Regions from separate parts of the Mus musculus genome. Here regions 2, 3 and 4 are each linked to region 1. Evidence: chromatin contacts called from public HiChIP or PLAC-seq and promoter capture Hi-C data. All regions are on one chromosome and are shown on one strand. Each heading gives the region's core, a stretch centred on a gene start, on an enhancer-like site or on the middle of the called end of the contact. The rest is flanking DNA. Distances are from core to core; before and after follow the strand shown. Region 1 holds the start of Wnt7b (wingless-type MMTV integration site family, member 7B). Region 2 holds the start of Ribc2 (RIB43A domain with coiled-coils 2). Region 3 holds the start of Fbln1 (fibulin 1). Region 4 overlaps Fbln1 (fibulin 1).

What was found. HiChIP or PLAC-seq counts read pairs in DNA pulled down with a chosen protein or histone mark. Capture Hi-C pulls out chosen DNA fragments and counts their contacts.
Region 2: an H3K4me3 HiChIP or PLAC-seq map of embryonic forebrain shows a contact between it and region 1, with 8 times the contacts expected there. The contact joins the promoter of Ribc2 here to the promoter of Wnt7b in region 1. A contact is called at or near these places in 16 of 39 promoter capture datasets (the 3T3-L1 cell line, 3T3-L1-derived adipocytes, the C10 cell line and 11 more), 3 of 15 datasets of contacts at CTCF or cohesin (embryonic stem cells, large pre-B cells and pro-B cells), 46 of 484 Hi-C or Micro-C datasets (the AtT-20 cell line, B cells, the BV-2 cell line and 33 more), 13 of 115 datasets of contacts at active chromatin or transcription factors (astrocytes, craniofacial prominence, embryonic basal ganglia and 8 more) and 3 of 9 other capture datasets (adipose tissue, embryonic stem cells and pancreatic islet).
Region 3: a contact with region 1 is called in a promoter capture Hi-C map of pancreatic islet. The contact joins the promoter of Fbln1 here to the promoter of Wnt7b in region 1. A contact is called at or near these places in 4 of 39 promoter capture datasets (hippocampal neurons, liver and stem cell-derived epiblast-like cells), 4 of 484 Hi-C or Micro-C datasets (differentiating embryonic stem cells, embryonic stem cells and uterus), 13 of 115 datasets of contacts at active chromatin or transcription factors (astrocytes, embryonic basal ganglia, embryonic forebrain and 6 more) and 3 of 9 other capture datasets (embryonic stem cells, liver and pancreatic islet).
Region 4: a CTCF HiChIP or PLAC-seq map of the NIH/3T3 cell line shows a contact between it and region 1, with 7 read pairs. The contact joins the enhancer-like site here to the promoter of Wnt7b in region 1. A contact is called at or near these places in 21 of 39 promoter capture datasets (the 3T3-L1 cell line, 3T3-L1-derived adipocytes, the C10 cell line and 14 more), 4 of 15 datasets of contacts at CTCF or cohesin (the NIH/3T3 cell line, embryonic stem cells, hippocampal excitatory neurons and 1 more), 16 of 115 datasets of contacts at active chromatin or transcription factors (T-cell acute lymphoblastic leukemia, craniofacial prominence, embryonic basal ganglia and 8 more) and 3 of 9 other capture datasets (adipose tissue, embryonic stem cells and liver).

Annotation. Positions count from the first base shown.
Region 1 is chr15:85,579,382-85,583,573 of GRCm38.p6, forward strand. Wnt7b (wingless-type MMTV integration site family, member 7B) reads right to left here and starts at 2,440. Exons shown (of 4, transcript NM_009528.3): 1 at 1,999-2,440. The coding sequence starts at 2,069. It overlaps AU022754 (expressed sequence AU022754), which reads left to right and starts at 1,761. Exons shown (of 5, transcript NR_040433.1): 1 at 1,761-2,036; 2 at 2,869-4,192.
Region 2 is chr15:85,129,861-85,134,052 of GRCm38.p6, forward strand. Ribc2 (RIB43A domain with coiled-coils 2) reads left to right here and starts at 2,239. Exons shown (of 7, transcript NM_026357.2): 1 at 2,239-2,520; 2 at 3,017-3,098. The coding sequence starts at 2,407. Smc1b (structural maintenance of chromosomes 1B) reads right to left here and starts at 2,097. Exons shown (of 25, transcript NM_080470.1): 1 at 1,969-2,097. The coding sequence starts at 2,077.
Region 3 is chr15:85,204,156-85,208,347 of GRCm38.p6, forward strand. It overlaps Fbln1 (fibulin 1), which reads left to right and starts at 1,853. Exons shown (of 17, transcript NM_010180.2): 1 at 1,853-2,057. The coding sequence starts at 1,979.
Region 4 is chr15:85,229,682-85,233,873 of GRCm38.p6, forward strand. Fbln1 (fibulin 1) reads left to right here. Exons shown (of 17, transcript NM_010180.2): 6 at 1,118-1,219; 7 at 1,736-1,873; 8 at 2,858-2,995. Among named protein-coding and RNA genes, the nearest start is that of Fbln1, 26 kb to the left of the region's middle. Within about 2 kb of position 2,315, at least 84 of the 459 cell types and tissues checked have an H3K27ac peak or open chromatin away from gene starts, as enhancers often do. A contact at or near this core is called in 3T3-L1-derived adipocytes, the NIH/3T3 cell line, adipose tissue and 3 more, where this site is marked.

The sequences.
Region 1 (4,192 bases), core at 1,190-3,689:
CCAGCTACCTTTCCTGCTCAACTGAGGGAACACACACACACACACACACACACACACACACAGAGAGAGAGAGAGAGAGAGAGAGAGAGAGAGAGAGAGAGAGAGAGAGAGAGATTCCCTGATTTTTGGGATTTTTTTTTAACTCAAGAAGAGGGGTGGGGGGGCAGCTTATGGAGGAAGACAAATTCTCCCTTGGGGCTCTTGGGCAGAGGAAAGCTTGCTTAGTCCTACCAGATAGTGGTCACAGGCATCTAGGAGCCCAGGCTGGGCTAACAGAGACCCCCCTCTCTACTCAGGACTGACCACCAAGTTGTTCAGAGCACCACAGCCAAAAGCCTTCCCAGCCATGAAAGATGAGGTAAAGGCATGAAACCCAGGTACCACTCCAGGGAGTCCCCCAACCTCGGGCACCCAGGTCCTTCCGCTGACACTTTTTCCCATTTGATGATAAGAGGACTTTGCTGAGAAGAATGGTCAGCAATGGAAGCCAGGGCCGGTGCAGTCAAGCGCCCAACTCAAAGGCCTTGGCGCCAGAACCAGGTAGCTGGGATCTGCATGGATCCTCCTCCCAAAGGGCGGTGGGTCCCTTCACAGGCCCAGGAGATTCATTACAGGCTGCTGAGAGTCCAGGAAGCAGTGGCCTGCCCACCCTGCCCCCATCCCAGCAAGCTCAAAGCCCCGGCACCCCTCACCTTCATAAACAAACACCCAGGGACATAGCCTACCCTCACAAACCTACAATAAACACAACCACTCTCAGCCGCAGACACTCCCGCCCAGGTCTGCAGGAATAAGGAAGAGACTTTCAATCCTGCCTCTGAGGCCACCAGGTTTGGTCCCTACCCCTCTCTGGGCCTCAATTTCTTCACCTGTAAGATGGCGGAGGTGCAGAGAGCTGGGAAGGGTGCTGATCTTCAGCGACTGTTTCTACCTCTCGCCTGGAAAGTCGGTCTCCCAGGTACCGGAACCCGCCCCTCCTACAGGTCTGGTCACTGGCCTTCCTAGGGCCAAGATGAGGCTGGCCTCAGAGCGCCGGGCGACACATAGTAGGATCGCCGGGCAAGGCGGGCACAGATGTCCGCAGGTGCTCCGAGTGGGGGTGGGGGTCTGGTCCCGGCCGGCCCGCCAAGAGTGACTAACGCCCGCGAGGTGCGGTGCGCTCCGTTCGGTCACACTGCCCCTCCACCCCCAATCCGGGGAGGCCGAGACAGATTCCGTCTAAAGGAGATCGCGGCTCAACAGGTAAGGACTCGGCTGGGTTCAGGAATGTGGAAATACGACTCGGAGCAGCTACGGCGGCGAGCAGCGAGCGCGGCCCGCCTGGAGCCCGCCCGGCCGGCCGCGCCAGGGGGAGCTCGGTGAGAGGGGGCCGGGCGCAAGGCCCCGGGCGGGCGGGGGCGCGGGCCCGGGACGGAGCCCGAGGCTGCTGCGCCAGCCCCACGGCCCATCCCGAGCCAGCCGGACGAGTTGTCAAGGTAATTTCAACATGTCCGGGTGATGGATAGAGACGAAGGGCCGCGGCGGGTGCAAGGCCTGCGCGCTCGCGGCGAGTGCGCGCCCCGATCTCCCCCGCCGGGGATGCCCCACGCACCCCCCCCCCGGCCCGGCGCGCCCTCCCGGCGGCTAGCGCTCGGCCCGGGCTCGGCGCCCAGCGCAGCCCGGGGGAGGGAAGGCGCGTCCCACCCCCGGGGCCTGGAGCCCAAACAGGTGAAAGTACGCGCCCGGCACGCTCGCCGCTACCCGCGAGCCCCGCTGCGGCCGTCCGCGGACCGCGCTGTCCCTGCTGCGTATTGGCTCCGCGCCCCTCCGGAGGATCTCTGGCTCCGGGGGGGCTCGGTTGAGTCTCAACGAGGCTGGGTTGAGGGCCGGAGATACCAGCCAGCCTGGCCACTTCAAGAAACGCCCTCCCCCACCAACTCCTATCCCCAGGTCCGCTGGAGGAGGCTCTGGTGGCTGCCGGCTCCCCGTCTGCAGCCCCCCGCCCAGAGAAATACTCACCCGAGCTTCACGTAGAGGACGCCAAAGCAGAGAAACACGTAAAAGATCCACTTTCGAAAGTTTCTGTGCATGATCCAGGGAGGGGGGCTGCGCCATAGACAGCTGCGGCCGGAGGGGACGCGCGGGTGGGCAGGGGCCGGGCAGGAGCCAGGGAGCTGCGGTAGGACCACGCTCAGCCGGCGCTTCGGCTCGGGAGGCGGGCGACGCGTGGGCACCCGGCACGCGTTGCCACCATGGTGAGCCCAGGGCGCCGCAGCCGCCGCGTGCGCCCGGGGGAGTGACCCGGGCGGGGAACCGCGACCTCGGAGCCCAGCGGAGTGACCGTGGGACTCTGCGAGCGCAGGCCGGGGCCAGGAGCAGCGGGCGGGCGCTGCCTCCACTGGGCTTAGCCGCCTGGGGCCGTGCGCGCCTCGCGGTGCGCCGGGGCGGCCAATGTGTCCGCACTTGTCCGCCTCCCCAGGTGACTCGCGGCCCCGGCAAGCGAGCCGCGAGCAGGCGAGCGCGCCCCAGGTAGGAGGATCCGCCTCCCGCCCGCCCTCCTCGCTCGCAGCGCGCTCTCTCGCGCGCGCTCCCTGGCTCTCCCCTCCCTTTTCTCCTCCCTCCCCCGTGACACACGAACGCATCTAACCCCTCGCCCCCCCTCCCCAGGCCAGCTCCCTTCCGATCGCCCTCCCAGGACTGCGTGGGAAGAGGGGAGGGAGGGGAGAGGGTGCGGCTCCAAAGAGACACCTGCGCTCCTCAGAGACAGTGAAGGTGGGGGTAGGGGCGGGGGCTAAGAAACTACCCGCTCAGGGCTTGGTGGTCACTTGGTTTCCAGTTTCTAGTTAAAGAGAGAGAGACCACCCACCACCATCTCCTTTCTATGTGCAGACATCTTTCCCCTAGACGTTACCTACGTGGGTGCTTCCAGGGCCACAACTCCGGATCAGGCATTGTTACCTGCCCAACAAACTCGGGGAAAACTCGTTCCAGTGCCCGGCACTGCAGAGCGCAAGCAGAGCGTGGGACTTGAGACTGGTAGACACACCAGCCTGCCCAGCATTAAAAGTGGCACCATGACAGAGAGACTCAGAAAGGCATCCTTGGAGAGTCCCAGTCTGAGGATTCTGTCTCACTCTGCAGGCCTGTCCGATGCGGGCGGGTGTCAGATCTGATTCTTGTTGAACCGCTAAAGTGGGAAGTCAGACTGGCCTAGGTGCCTGGCACATCCTGTGGTGTGTCTCGCTTGATCCTATCCTGGATAAATGGGTGACAGGGACACTGCCTGTCACAGCTAGGTCTGTCTTAGCACAGCGGACCAGCTAGTAACCAGACACATGGTGGGTGGGTGGGGGGTGTGTGCCAGGTTTTCAAGCGTCTACAGCCCCGGACAGCAGCATCAAATGGCGCCCTTATGACAAGGGGATGAACTCGGAGGGCGCTCGTCTTTAAACTGGCCAACACCCAATTGCCTGGTGTGGAAATGAGGAGGGGTATGAGGGGGCGCTGTCCTCAGCCCGGAACCTCGAGCTCAAAAGCTACCGTCCCTGCCCCTAATCCCCTCTTAATCTCTCCAAATCCTCTGAACTTTTGCCACGACCCGACCCGGGAGAGAGAGAGTCGCTCCTGAACCCCAGGTCCAGAAGCCGGCAGGTGCAGCTGTGCAGATCGTTTTGAGTTGGAGGACTCTTTAGAAAGGAGAATTTGGACATCACAAGCAGGGAAACTAAGGCACAGATGTCAAACGGTAGTTGCAGTCCCACACCACTGTCCCCTGAAACCAAGAACTCTGGATGTCGCACAACTTGGTAGGCAGGGAGCTGAGCTGGGCCAGGTGGCTGGGAGCAAGCAGAACAGCCTGGTAGCTTGGCAGGTGGATGCTGCCATCCCGTGGCGACAGGGAGCAACGCTTGCCACAAGAGCTGGACTTGAAATGGTTAGGGATTCCTCACTTTGCCTTGGAGTCTGGGGGCTATTCCACCGTCCCCACCAACAACCCCTGTCTTGGGGTCTGTTAGTGAGACAAAATATTTATGTGGCTGCATCGGGGCTGGAATAGCAACAGCATCCACGCGTGCCTCCTCCTCCCTGCAAACAAACAAACAAACAAACAAACACCAAACAATCCTGGGGTCTTAAGATTCCTAGCCCATCTCCAGACCTGTCAGATCGGGAGGCCCAAGATAGGGTTGGCCTTGGGATTCTCTAGGAGGGT
Region 2 (4,192 bases), core at 989-3,488, 450 kb before region 1:
TGGAGAAGAAAAGAGTTTTAAAGATTCATTCTTAATGACTGAAAACCTTCTCAGAGCCAAAGAAATCAAACTACCAATAGAAGTGAAATATAACCAATATGCAAGTCTCAGAAATCTTGTCTGGTCACTGTTCAAAATTGATGTGATTAAAAGTCCAAGTAGGTGGTCTGTTTCTTTCATGTAGCTGGGGCAGAGTGGTATGAATGTAAGGATATAAATACATGAATCAAAAATGAATTAATGAATGTAAGGATATAAATACATGAATCAAAAATGAATTAAGTGAATAAAATTAAAACAAACATGAATCTCAGCACTCTCCCATTACTGGATATCACACTAGAGCAAACCATTTAACAACTCTATTTTAGTAATTCCCATTTTATAGAGAAATGATCGCATAAACATTTCAACAGCACACTATACCTCTATACTTAAAAAATTGAAAACGCTAAATGAATCTACAATCTTCTAAAGAATAAGACTGCTAGAATCTTCAGGATTTTTATACTTGGATCAGGGCAAGGGTTCTACAATTTCTTGGTAATAATGGCTCATGGTGCTTAAACTTGGCAAGGCATGACTAGAATTAAATATGTGCTTCCTTCCAGGAGTCTGGAATTTTGGCATGTGCCATCTCCCTGTGCACTGAGTCCATGAGACCTTTGATAGGTGATATTTCAACATGAGAACATACTGCTGAAGGAATTTATCTTTTCCCACTGCTGAGTTTGCTTTGGACTTCTCAACTGTAATGCATAATCACCCCCGAGTAAACAATATGTCAAACACTGAAGGATCTCCTAGCAAATCATTAAACCACAAGGAGATCTTCACCCAATGAGATCTTCACCCAGTGGTAGATTTGCTATATAAGGAATATTAAAGATGAGTCTGTTCTATCAAAACTATAAAACTTTTAAGTGCTCAGACTGCAGACATCTGCAGTGACTGATTTAGGAAAACTATTCTAGAAATTATCGTTGGGGCTCTAAAATTCCCTTTAATTCTTCCTATTAACTATGCTCGGGTTACAAGTGTTTTGTTTTGTTCCAACAAAGGCCAAATCCATTTCATTCTTAGTACTTGCGGTTGTTGGGCTGAGATGGGGGTTGGGGACGGAGATGGGACTACAGGGAAGGAAGGCAGGGGAAGGATGAGAACAGCCAGCAAGGGTTGGTGGCCCAGGATTCGGGGCTCTTGGGTCTAGTCCATTGGGAAACACTGAAACCTCAGGCCAGTGGTCTCCTGGGTCCCATTCTGGTCTACAGTGGGTAAAGGGGAGAGGGGGGTGGGTTTGATGGTGGGTTCTCGTCCCCCAACAACGGGGGGGGGGGCGGTTCAGAGGTCCCTGGATCCCCTCAGATAGGGAGGTGGGGGAGGGTTACAGATAGATGAGCTGGGCTGCCGAAGGGGCTTGGTTCCTTCAGACCAACGGGGGGGGGGGGGGGGGCGTGGGTCCCCTCAGGCCTACAGCAGTCAACAGCAGGGGACTGGGGTGGCTCCATCCCCTCAGGCCAACCAAGGATGGGGTGGGGGATTCAAGGTGACAGCCGGTCCTTGGGTTCCCTTGGGCCTACAGCCGTCAACAGTGGAGTCGGGGCAACAGCGTGGGGGTTGGGGGGGGGCCCTGGGGTGCCTCCGTCTCCTCAGGCCAGCAATGGGCAATGGCTGACCCTGGCTTTCCTCAGGCCAACAGTGAGGGCCCTTGGTCTAACATGGGACCCTGGGTGCCCTAAGGTCTACAGGGGTCCTGGGTCCCCTCGGGACTACAACAGTCACAACGGAGTTGGGGTTTGTGGTTTCGGTCCCGGCAGACCCACAGGAGGCGACAACGGGGGCTGGGGGGTGGCTCGGTCCCCTCAGGTTAACAAGAGCCGAGAGTGGGTCCCTGGGTCCCCTCGGGTCTACAGCGGGCGACAGCGGCCCGTGGATCCCGAGGCCGTGGATTTCTGGGGCGCTGGTTACCGGAGCCGTTGGGGCCAATGATGCAGGTGAACCTCTTGAAAGGGCCGATGACCTGGCGGCCTCGCCACGACTTGAAATTCTCCACGAGCAGCAGCTCAAGGTGCCCCATGGCTGCGCGCCGTGCCTCAGCCGCTTCCTCGTGCTCCCGTGAGGAAAAAAAAAAAAAAAGCGCGGGAAGAAATTCTTTTCGAAGTCTCGCGAGACTGGCGCGGGGGAAGGAGAGCGAGCGAGGCGCCGTTGCTTAGCAACGGAGGTTGGCGTTGCCCGGGGAATTGGATCCCTGCTCCGCTGCGGAAAGCGGACCGCCGGGACAGACTTGCTCTCAAACTTTTGTGGGCGCTGCTTCTCGGCGCTGTAGCTTTGCTTATTTCTGTGGGCTTTTCTTGCCGTGTTTTTTTTTTCCGGATAGCTCCTGAAGCCCAGCCGAGTCCCAGAGCCATGGAGGTAGCGATGTCTAAGGACCTACAACAGGAGGCCAACCTAGCCAAGAAGCGGTACATTGACCTGTGCAGGCAGGGACGGATCTTCGACGCCAGGAACAGGATCATTGGGGTGAGGCACTAGGGACGGGACAGAGAGGAGCCAAGACTTTATATGGAAGCAAAGTTTGGCTGTCTAGATTTGGAAATCCTTACCTTACCAGCAGGAGCCAGTTCTGGGAGCGAGGCATTTGCTTCCTTGCAGGTGACAAATGCTCTGGCTAGCTTGAGTAAGGTCCAGGAGGTGGGTGACCTTGCAGTAGTGAAATAGGCAGACTTTAAAACACAGAAAATGTGGTGGGATCTACACCAGCACTGACTGGAGCCTGGAGGGGAAATCAGAGAGGGCTTCACAGAGTAGTGGTACTTAAACAATGTTGGGAGTGTGTGTATATAGGAAATGAAGGAAGCTCTGGTGACAGCTGACAGCGCAGGCAGAAGACCCAGCCATAAGCAAAGGCTTCCACGTATGGGAAGGGAACCTTTAATGCTGTGGCCAGATGAGAGGGTTCGTGGCCTACTGAATAATGCTAGCTGGCTCTAACCCCTCTTCCCTTGTCCATTCCTAGGGAGACACACAAGCCTGGGATTTTCAAGTCCGTGACCAGAAGATAAAAGAAATAACTGACAAAGCTAGGCATGAAGCCTTTGGTGAGCACTTCTAAAATGCCCAGCTATTTCTTACGGCCTCTAAAATATCAGCTATCTCTTAGGGCCTCATGTCTTCCTCTTACAGCTGAGAAGAACAGACACACACACACACACACACACACACACACACACACACACGTATGAGCACATACACAGAGTTGTTCTTATGGCCTTTTTGTGCTCAGTTAGCTTAATAAGCATATTCTTCCTCTCAAGAAGAAGCAGTTATCGCAGTTACTGGTTTGGTTTTTGGTTTTTTGAGACAGGGTTTCTCTGTGCAGCCCTGGCTGTCCTGGAACTCACTCTGTAGACCAGGCTGGCCTCGAACTCAGAAATCCGCCTGCCTCTGCCTCCCAGGTGCTGGGATTAAAGACATGCGCCACCACTGCCCGGCAGCTTGAATTTTTAATGTACATCTTAGGAGATACATCTTTAAAATATTAGCATCGTTTTGTGTTTTCTTTAAAAAATTTCTTTCTCTCTAAAAAGGAAAGACTTTAAATACATACGTACACATTCTCTGCTTCAAAACTCAAGGCCGACCTTCTACAGAGGACAGCTGTTGGTATCAAGTGACACTTGTGTGCTGGAGCATGCGTGAATGCACACACATGCACGCATACATGCATAATACGCACACGTACACACGCGCTGGCACACAGACACAGACACACGCACACACGTGTGCTCACACGCACAAGCACGCACTCGCACACAGAGTTATCATCTCCACCATCTTTCTTTTAACATTTCCCACTTTGCTGTGCTCAGTTAACTGGATGAGTGTGTTCTTCCTGCCAAGAAAAAGCAGCGTTGAGTGGGAAGTTCTGAGCCACCCGGGGATTTACGTGGTTCAAGTCGCGTTCTAGGTCCTCGATCAGAATTTCAAACACAATCCACTTTTCCTTTCTTGGTTAGCAATTTCACAAGCGATTGAACATTTGTTTGTTTGTTTGTTTGTTTGTTTGTTTTATTAAATACCACAGGGGTTTGTAAATTTGTAAAAGGTGGACATATAAAATTTTAGAGGCGAATGGACTACCAACCTAAGTCTTAGAACATGGTCAGGAAAAGACAAAAATCTGTTGTCTGTG
Region 3 (4,192 bases), core at 603-3,102, 380 kb before region 1:
AAATTCAAAGTGAAGTACTGAGAAGTCTCCAATCTGCTCACAGCTCAGAGACCCTTCCCTCAGGTATCTGCACATGCTGGGGCCTCCTGAACCACATCCAGGCAAACCCCCCCATCCTCTCTGGTGCCACAGCCTGTGAGCCTTTACAGAGGCTATTTCCTCTTCCCTCCCTCCCTCCCTCCCTCCCTCTCTCCCTCCCTTTCTTTCTCACACAACCTACTCATTCTTTTTTTCTTAAAAAGATTCATTTATTTCGTGTATATGATTACACTGTAGCTGTCTTCAGACACAACAGAAGAGGACATCAGATCCCATTACCATGTGGTTAATGGGAACTGAACTCAGGACCTCTGGAAGTGCAAGCAGCCAGTGCTCTTAACCGCTGAGCCATCTCTCGGGGCCCCAGCCTGCTCACTCTTGTACTCACTATGTAGCTGAGGGGATGGCCGTAAGCTTCTGAGCCTCGGGCTCTCATCTCTTGACTGCTGGAATGATAGCTTTTGCCAGGACACCTGCTTTATGTGCGGTTGGGGATCTGACTCGGTGCTTTGCACATGCTCAGAGAGCATTCTACAACCTGGATTGCGCTTGAGCTGTGCCTCACTTCTGGGAGGCCTCCTGAACTGAACTCAGTCAGCAGGCTCTTCCTCCAGCCTCCCTGGTCTCTCTGCAAACCTCTGGCTTCTCGCATCTTTTGAAAGGAGGTTTCACTTAAAGATAGCTAAACACAGTGGTGCACGCCTGTAGACTGAGCTACTTAGGAGGAGCTACCTAGGAGGAAGTGGGGGGTCACTGGAGTCCAGGAGGTCAAGGCTAGCCTGGGCAACAGAGCATGATGCCCCCTTCTCGAATTAAAACAGAAGGGCATATTTCGTAAATGAACACCCTGGTAAGTTTCCACACGCTGACTATGTTAAGGGACCTACTCCTCAGCTGCTGCCGCTGCCTCTACTCTGCCCAGGAACACCAGTCTCCTAACCTCTGACCCGCTCTGTCCTTTCTACAAGGAGACCTACACAGCCAAAGTTCATCTGTGGTTGGTCCCACTCTGCACCTTCCGAGTTTAAGGTCCTAGTGTGTGATTACGCCCCTGAGTATTCATTCACTGTGGAGGATGTTGGATGACTCCCACTGGACATTATGGACGGTCTATCTAGCGCTAGTCTGTTTGCAGATATGCACAATTATTCCAGCGGAGCCTAATCCCTGCGTTTGAATTGCTTGTCCCACGCAATCAGCTAACTGGGGTCCTATGGTCCTCCAAATTTACCTGTAGTGGGTTTGTTTTTACTTTAATCTTGTTGTTTGTATTTCCGGACAGTGTTTGTCTGTGTATCCCTGGCTGTCCTGGAACTCGATCTACAGAACTAGCTCAGGAGATTTTCCTGCCTCTGCCTTTGGAGTGTTGGGCGTGTGCCATCACATCCAGTTGAAAGTCTAAATTTTTTTGCATTTATTTATATTACATGAATGCTGGAAATTTGAGCTCAGGTCCTCTTGTCTTCACAGCAAGTGTCTTATCCACTGAGCCATCGAGCGAGCCATTTTCCCAGCTTTTAAAAAAAAAATTTTATTGTTCTTTTTTTTTTTTTTAAATAAATCAGAGAGTCCTCTAAACTGTCTGGCGGCTGCCAGGGAGTCTACACAAGCAGGCTTCTGCTGGTCTAGCCTACGGCTGCCCGCTATCCTGACAATTTAGGTTAGACACTTTTCACGTGACTTTCTGCCTGTAGGTGGGTGGCACGTCTCTGAGCTTTGCGCTCTGCCTGCATCCCCGCAGGAGAGTCTGGGTGGCGGCGTGCTCCAGCTGCGCAGTGCTGAAGGGAGGGTCCCCGCGGGCCCCGCCCCCGCCGCGCCTCCTCCGGGCGGGATAATTGAACGCGGCGCGCAGGAGCCTCGCGTTGGCTGCCCAGGCCTGGCTCGAGCGTGTAGCCGCTGCCCGCCGTGCCTTTGTCCGCCGCCGGAGCCCGCCAGCCCCATGGAGCGCCCCGTGCCGTCGCGCCTCGTCCCGCTGCCGCTGCTGCTGCTCAGCAGCCTCTCGCTGCTGGCAGCCCGAGGTAGGGGAGCCCCGGGCCCACGGCCCCGCACTAGGTCCCCACCCAGGCCCCAAGCTCCCTGGAAGTTTGCAGCCCCCGATGCTCCGGAGCGCGCGCTGCACCCAGGGGTCATCGCACGGTCCCCAGAGCTGCGTGGAATCCAGGCCCACGACCCCCCCCCCCCAATACTTCCGGCTCGGCTCCAATGCCCTCCTCACTAGGGGGACTTGCTTTAAATCTTTAACCTTCCAAACAGATCCTCCTGCGGGTTCACGAAGCCGGGTCCTCTGTTGGTGAAGGCAGATCGCCTGCTGGGCCGTGGGGGTGGGAAGTGCTCTGTACTGGAAGTAACTTTAGTGCATCTTTTAAACCGCCTCCAACCCCTACCCTCGGGGGTGGGGGTGGGAGGTGGGTGCGGGAGGAACTACTGCACCCATTTTGCCCCTGAACAAACTGAGACAGGAAGACAGAGATGGGGGCAGAAAGAAAACAGAAAATAGAGAAACATCCCAGAGGTTTGGGAGCTGGCCACCTCTTCCCTGCTGGTTCACCGTAGTAGCAGATTAGTGGCCCAGAATCACGTCCCCAGTACAGGAAACTTAGAATGGAGTAGGGTCCACCTAGGCTGTACTTTTCTCAGTCCAAAAGCTGCAAGGCCTGACGCAAGCACTTTACCTGTCTATCAGAGAAGCAATGGGGTTGTAAATCTATGACCTTTAACCTCTTGTGATTAAGGGGTTCTCAGAGCCAAGCCTGGCCCTCCTGGAGTCTTTGTTTCTGCAGGGGGCCCTAGATCCACACCACCTTCTTGATCTCTTATTCTTTATTCCTGGGTTAGCTTAGTTTCTTTTGAACTCTCTGACCCTTTTAGTCAAAAGGTCACTGGTTGTGATAACTAACGACTGGGAGGAGTCTTAGAGAGAGGCAGAGGGGAGGGAGAAGGGGCTGGCTGGTCCTGAATCCTGGAGGAGTTCTGGCTGTTCCGGGCACTGGCTACAGCCTTGGCACATCTTGGGTCACTTCTCAGTGTAGGAGACAGGGTGGGTAGGCTCATAGGCCTGAGTTGGTGCCAAGAGCTTTGCAGCCCCTCAGAGTTCAGGGAGGCTTCTTGGAGCAGATTGTGTGCTTGGACCAGAGATGGTGAGGTGGGTCTGTGGGCCAAAGAAGGCATTTGAATCCCTGCCAGGGAGAGTGAAAACCAGAGAGGACTTTTAATAAGGGAGGAGGCACACCCGTTGCAAATGGCAGGGACCTCTGATACCCCCATATTGCTGCAGAAAGGAGACAGGTGGAAAGATGTGGTACTCAGAGTCGTGTCTCCTAGAGTCACTCAGGCCCATTTTGTGGCTTGTAGGGGAAGCTGCCTTGAGTTTGGTTAGTTCAGTTTGGTATGATCTTAGAAAAGGGTTTGAAGCTGCTTGGTCCCTTCCTGCAGCCTGTAGCAAGGCCAGGAGACCCTGATCTCAGGCCCCAGAGAGCTGTGGGGTGGGCGAGAAAGCTGACATCTAAAAAGGACCTTAGGGAAGCCAGCCCAGCAGAGTACCCTGTTGGCCATTCACTTGTCCCCCATTGGCTGTGTATATATTTGTATATATATGCAGAAGAGCCCTGATTTTTTTCTTGCTAAGGGACAGAGTCAGCCCATGACTGTCCTGTGACTATCTGTCCTGTTGGGCTTGGCTGCCTCAGGACCAGCTGAGGGTGTAGGGAGCAGACGGGGTGTAGGGGGGTGGGGAGGTGTTGGGAGAAACAGTTGTGTTTTCTCCAAGGCTTTCTTGGCCTCTGGCTCCAGCTTGCAGTTTCCGACTGATTAAAAGAAAAGTCCTGTTGGGAGGGAGAACAAAGGCCCTGAGCCCTTGGCAGAAACATGTGGCTGTGAGCTGAGCTCCTGGAACTTTCCCAGTCAGGAGGTGGAGACTGGAGGCAGGAAGATGGGGCTGGGGGTTGGGAGAACCCCTGGGGGTGGGGGGCGCAGCACTGAGACCTCCAGGGCTTAAAGTTATGAATTCTAGAGTTGCAGTTTTTGTGTTGGTGTGTCTGTGCCCACTCCACCCTCCAACCCCCTCCCACGGTGAAGGGGAGAAGTCCCACTGTGAAGGTGAGAAGTCTGCTCCCTGCTCCCCAGCTCGCTCATCAGATTACCCGGGTACCTAGTG
Region 4 (4,192 bases), core at 1,065-3,564, 350 kb before region 1:
ACTTCTGCTAAGACTCAGCTGGAAAGTACTTCTGTTCTTGGGGCCCTTGGGGCTCCCTGTTTCTTCCACCCTTGAGTGCTCAGAGCCGGGGGGATCTGTCGGGGACAGTGGCTTATGGAGGCAGGACTGGTGTGAGCACTCCAGTGCCAGCAAGCTCCTGGGCTCTGTGGGTGATGATACTTCTCCAAGGCTGCGATGCCCCAGGAGAGTAGCTATTTCTTATCTGTGTGTCCCTGGAGCCCCGCTTGTCCCTGTAGAGTCATGGTCTCTTAGGAGACCTTTGCACTTACGTTAGAGTGACCACGCAGTGCAGCCTTTTCTAACTAAATTCTTTTTCTTCAAGAACATTCTGGCTCATCTAACCTGACCGTTCTGTTGCAGCTCCACCCAAAGGGTTCACTCTGCGACTGGGTGTTAGGTATGCAGGCAGCTTAATCACAAAGTGATAGCGCCAGCACTCAGTGTCAACCTGCGCTGAGGCCAGGAGGGAGGGGAGAGGGAGATAAGGAGTTCCCAGGAAGCTTGGAGTGAGCCCTCTCTGGGTGGCCACAGATGATTTCTGCGAGAGTGACAGCCGGTGTGACAACTTAGGAGGATCCATTAGCCACCATCGCTGTAAGGCCTGCGTGCCCCTGATAGCCAGCCAGGCTGTGGCAAAGGAAACACAGATCATCCCAGTGGGGTTACACTCGAAGTATCCCGTGTGAGTCACAGGGGAGGTGCCAGGCAGGGAGAGGCTGTACCCACAATTGTCACAGCACCGGACATGGACATGGGCAAGCTAGCAGGAATGGGCAGCTGGAAACCCTTGAGAGTTACATGGGCTCTGATAGAGCCCTGCCTCCAGGTGGAGCCTGTTCCCCCCAGGCCTCTTGTTGACCACGAGCAGTATGCCTCCCCAGGTCCACTCTAACCACAGAAGCAACACAAGGTTCCTAACTTGTCAGACCTCTGCTGCCTTCAGAGGCCCCGGAGACGCTCAGAGCCGAGGCTTGGGAGTGTCCCAAGGACCACACGTGGCTGTGGCAAGGAGCCTGTTTTCTGTGTCCGTGCATCCTGGAAGGGTCTCTGAAGGTCGCTCAGTCTGTTCACTAGCTCCCATGGACTCTGGTTGCAGGTGGCGGGCCCTGTAAGCAGCAGTGCCGTGACACTGGGGACGAGGTGATCTGCTCTTGCTTTGTGGGCTACCAGCTGCAGTCGGATGGTGTCTCCTGCGAAGGTAACATCTGAGAGCTAGCCCCTGTGCTTCGGAGCCTCTGCTGAGCAGGCCTGCGTGGCACAACCTTTGTTCCATTCCTGGAACACAGCTGGGACCTGCGTGCTGCCTGGACAAGGCTGTCTTCTAGAAGACTATAGATACAGTGTGGGCAAAGGGCTGCATTGGGGTTCACCTGGGTTCAGGATCTGCCGTGAGGCCTTGGGTAGATCTTTCTTTCTGCCTTTCCCGTTGTCTAAGAGATGGGGATGATGCATGCGACCTCCTTTGTGGGAGTCTTGTAGACGCCATGATTCTAGGGTCTGGCCCTTACTCAAAGAGATCTGAAACTTAACAGAGCTTGATTTGGTGTCTGCCCCTCTCCAGATGTGCCCACAGCAAGACTCAGCTCAGTTTGATTGGGCAACTTGATGAATGCAGGAAGCCAGATCCACCATGGCTTCTGGGACATTCCTTCTGCTCAAGCTTAAGGCTTGGTTGTTCTTGCTGGTTACTTCTGCATCGCCTTAATCTCTCTAGATATCAATGAATGCATCACAGGCAGCCATAACTGCCGGCTGGGAGAATCCTGCATCAATACAGTGGGCTCTTTCCGCTGCCAGCGGGACAGCAGCTGTGGGACTGGCTATGAGCTCACAGAGGATAATAACTGCAAAGGTACAGCTCACATCCAAACCTAAAACTCACCCCTTCCCCAGCTGTGGGTATGGCCTAGAGGGAAGGGCCCATTGGGCTCTGTGGTGCTGCCCCCATGTGGCTGCCTCAGGTACTGCAAGAAGGAGGAGGGTCCACCTCCTTGCAAAGTACACAAGGGCAAATGAAGGAAGGTCTGTGATGAGCAGGTTTACTTCAATATGATGCTGAGTTAGTGACACTAGCCCATTTGATTTAGAAAGCTCGGAGCCTGATCTTTGACAAACAAGTCCAGGGTCCTCGTTTGTGTTTCCGTACAAACAGAACCAACCCAGATGAAGTTGAAGATGCTTGCTAGCGCAGGTCTTGTGTAAAAATGTTGATCATTGAATTATACGGGGTGACCCAAGAGCCAGATGCCTTCTCTTGGCAGCCAAGCCCTTGAGCAATCCCGCTGCCCCACCCTGCACTGCTGCCTGCCTGAGCCTCTGGACTCCAGAGCCTGGGAGCCAGGCCAGCTGAGTAGATACACTTGAACCTTTGACAGCCGTGAACTTCGAGACAGGGCAATCTATCTTGTCCTATCTTGATGTAACTATTGTTAATATTTGGACTATTATGAAGACCTCGAGATAAAAAGAATTAAAAGTCTGTGTTTATTGTCGCTAAGATAATTGCTGTATGATCTAATCCAAACATACACTTCTCAATGAATGATATACCTGCCAGGAAAATGCCTAAGCGATTTGTTAAATAGCAAAAAGCTTGCCTCATAAGTCAGGGAGGAGGAGTGTTTTTTTAAGAGTGTTTTTTTAAGACTTTAGCAATTTTTACACAGTTTGGCTCACCGTGGGCCTTTTCGTAACACCCTCTCTGTTGAAATATTTTGGGGTTATAGTCTGAGAAATGAGCCTTTTTTTTTAAAGTACTTTCTTGTGATATTAAAGTATTGTGACACTCTTCTGGCTGGACTCTTGCTAACAATCTCCTTTTTTTACGATGCACCAGATATTGACGAATGTGAGACTGGTATTCATAACTGCCCCCCCGATTTTATCTGTCAGAATACTCTGGGATCCTTCCGTTGCAGACCGAAGCTGCAGTGCAAGAGCGGCTTCATACAGGATGCTCTAGGCAACTGCATTGGTAAGACACGCGCCGCCGTGAGCGGGGTTAGTGCGAGCATGCGACAGTCAGCCCAGATCAGGGCTGGTAAACTTCCTTCATGGGCAAAAAGCAAATGTCATAGGCATTGTGAACCATGTGGCCACAGTGACTCATCCTGGCCAGGTACAGTCTAAAGGGCACAGCGTGTAGACCCAGGTGGTGGGGCTGTGTCTCAATAAAACTTTATTTATAAAACTACTGGCGATCAGGGTTAGGTCTAAGGCCGGGTCTAAGGGTCTAATCCCTGTGCTTTGGGTGAAGGGGTTTCAGACTCAGAGACTATTAGATTCGAACTTGTGCCAAGGTTCATTTCCTTCGTTGGAGCCTCAGGTGTTTCCCCTTAAGATGGGCGTGACTGTAGCATCTAGCTGAGAGGCTGAGAACAAGGACCTCGGCGGTTGCTTGTGATAGGATGGGTACATGAGAAGCATCCTTTGACGTGTGGTTGCTCCCAGCCACAGCCACTTAGACCTTCGGAAATTGTTTCACAGAAAAATGGTTCACTTCGTAGAGACAGACTAGAGTGGCGTTCGGTGGAGACAGTTTCAATCTGGAAAAGGATAAGACTCAAAGATGTGTGGGTTGAGAGCCGAGTGAACCAGTGTATAAAGGAGCCATGAGCTCAGTGTGATCATAAGAGTCCAGAGAAAGGCTGCTCAGATAGGAGGGCTACCTGCCTCTCTCTTCTGTTGTCTTTGTGCTGCGCAGGGGCACCGCCTAGCTGTTAGCATTTGAAGTCTTATCTGCTTTGTAGGCAGGAACTTCTAAACCTTTGCTTTGAGGTCAGAGTCCCTTCTTCTAAACAGCTGCAGGTCTGCTGGCTGCAACCCCTCTCCTTTCAAAGGGAAAACACTAGACACTGCTGTGCAAGTTCCTCTCTTATCTCTCCCCAGACCCTTACTTAGCGTTGCCTCTGTCTTTTCTTTGAGACGGGATTGAAAGTTCACTTCCCCTGTCCCTGTCTTACTGCTCCCAGGTAGAACCTTTTAGGCCAGGAGTTTCACCCAAGCCCCTCCCCATCCAGCCTGGGTCTTAGCTAGTGGAGCAGTGTCTGAGCTATGAGTTGGCCCTTTCCCAGCCTCCTGAAATCAGACTGTCATTGCTACACACTCATGCAGTAAGCAGGGTGGCTGTGACACCCCCTGGAGCAGGGAGGAAAGGGGGCCCTGCTGAGAC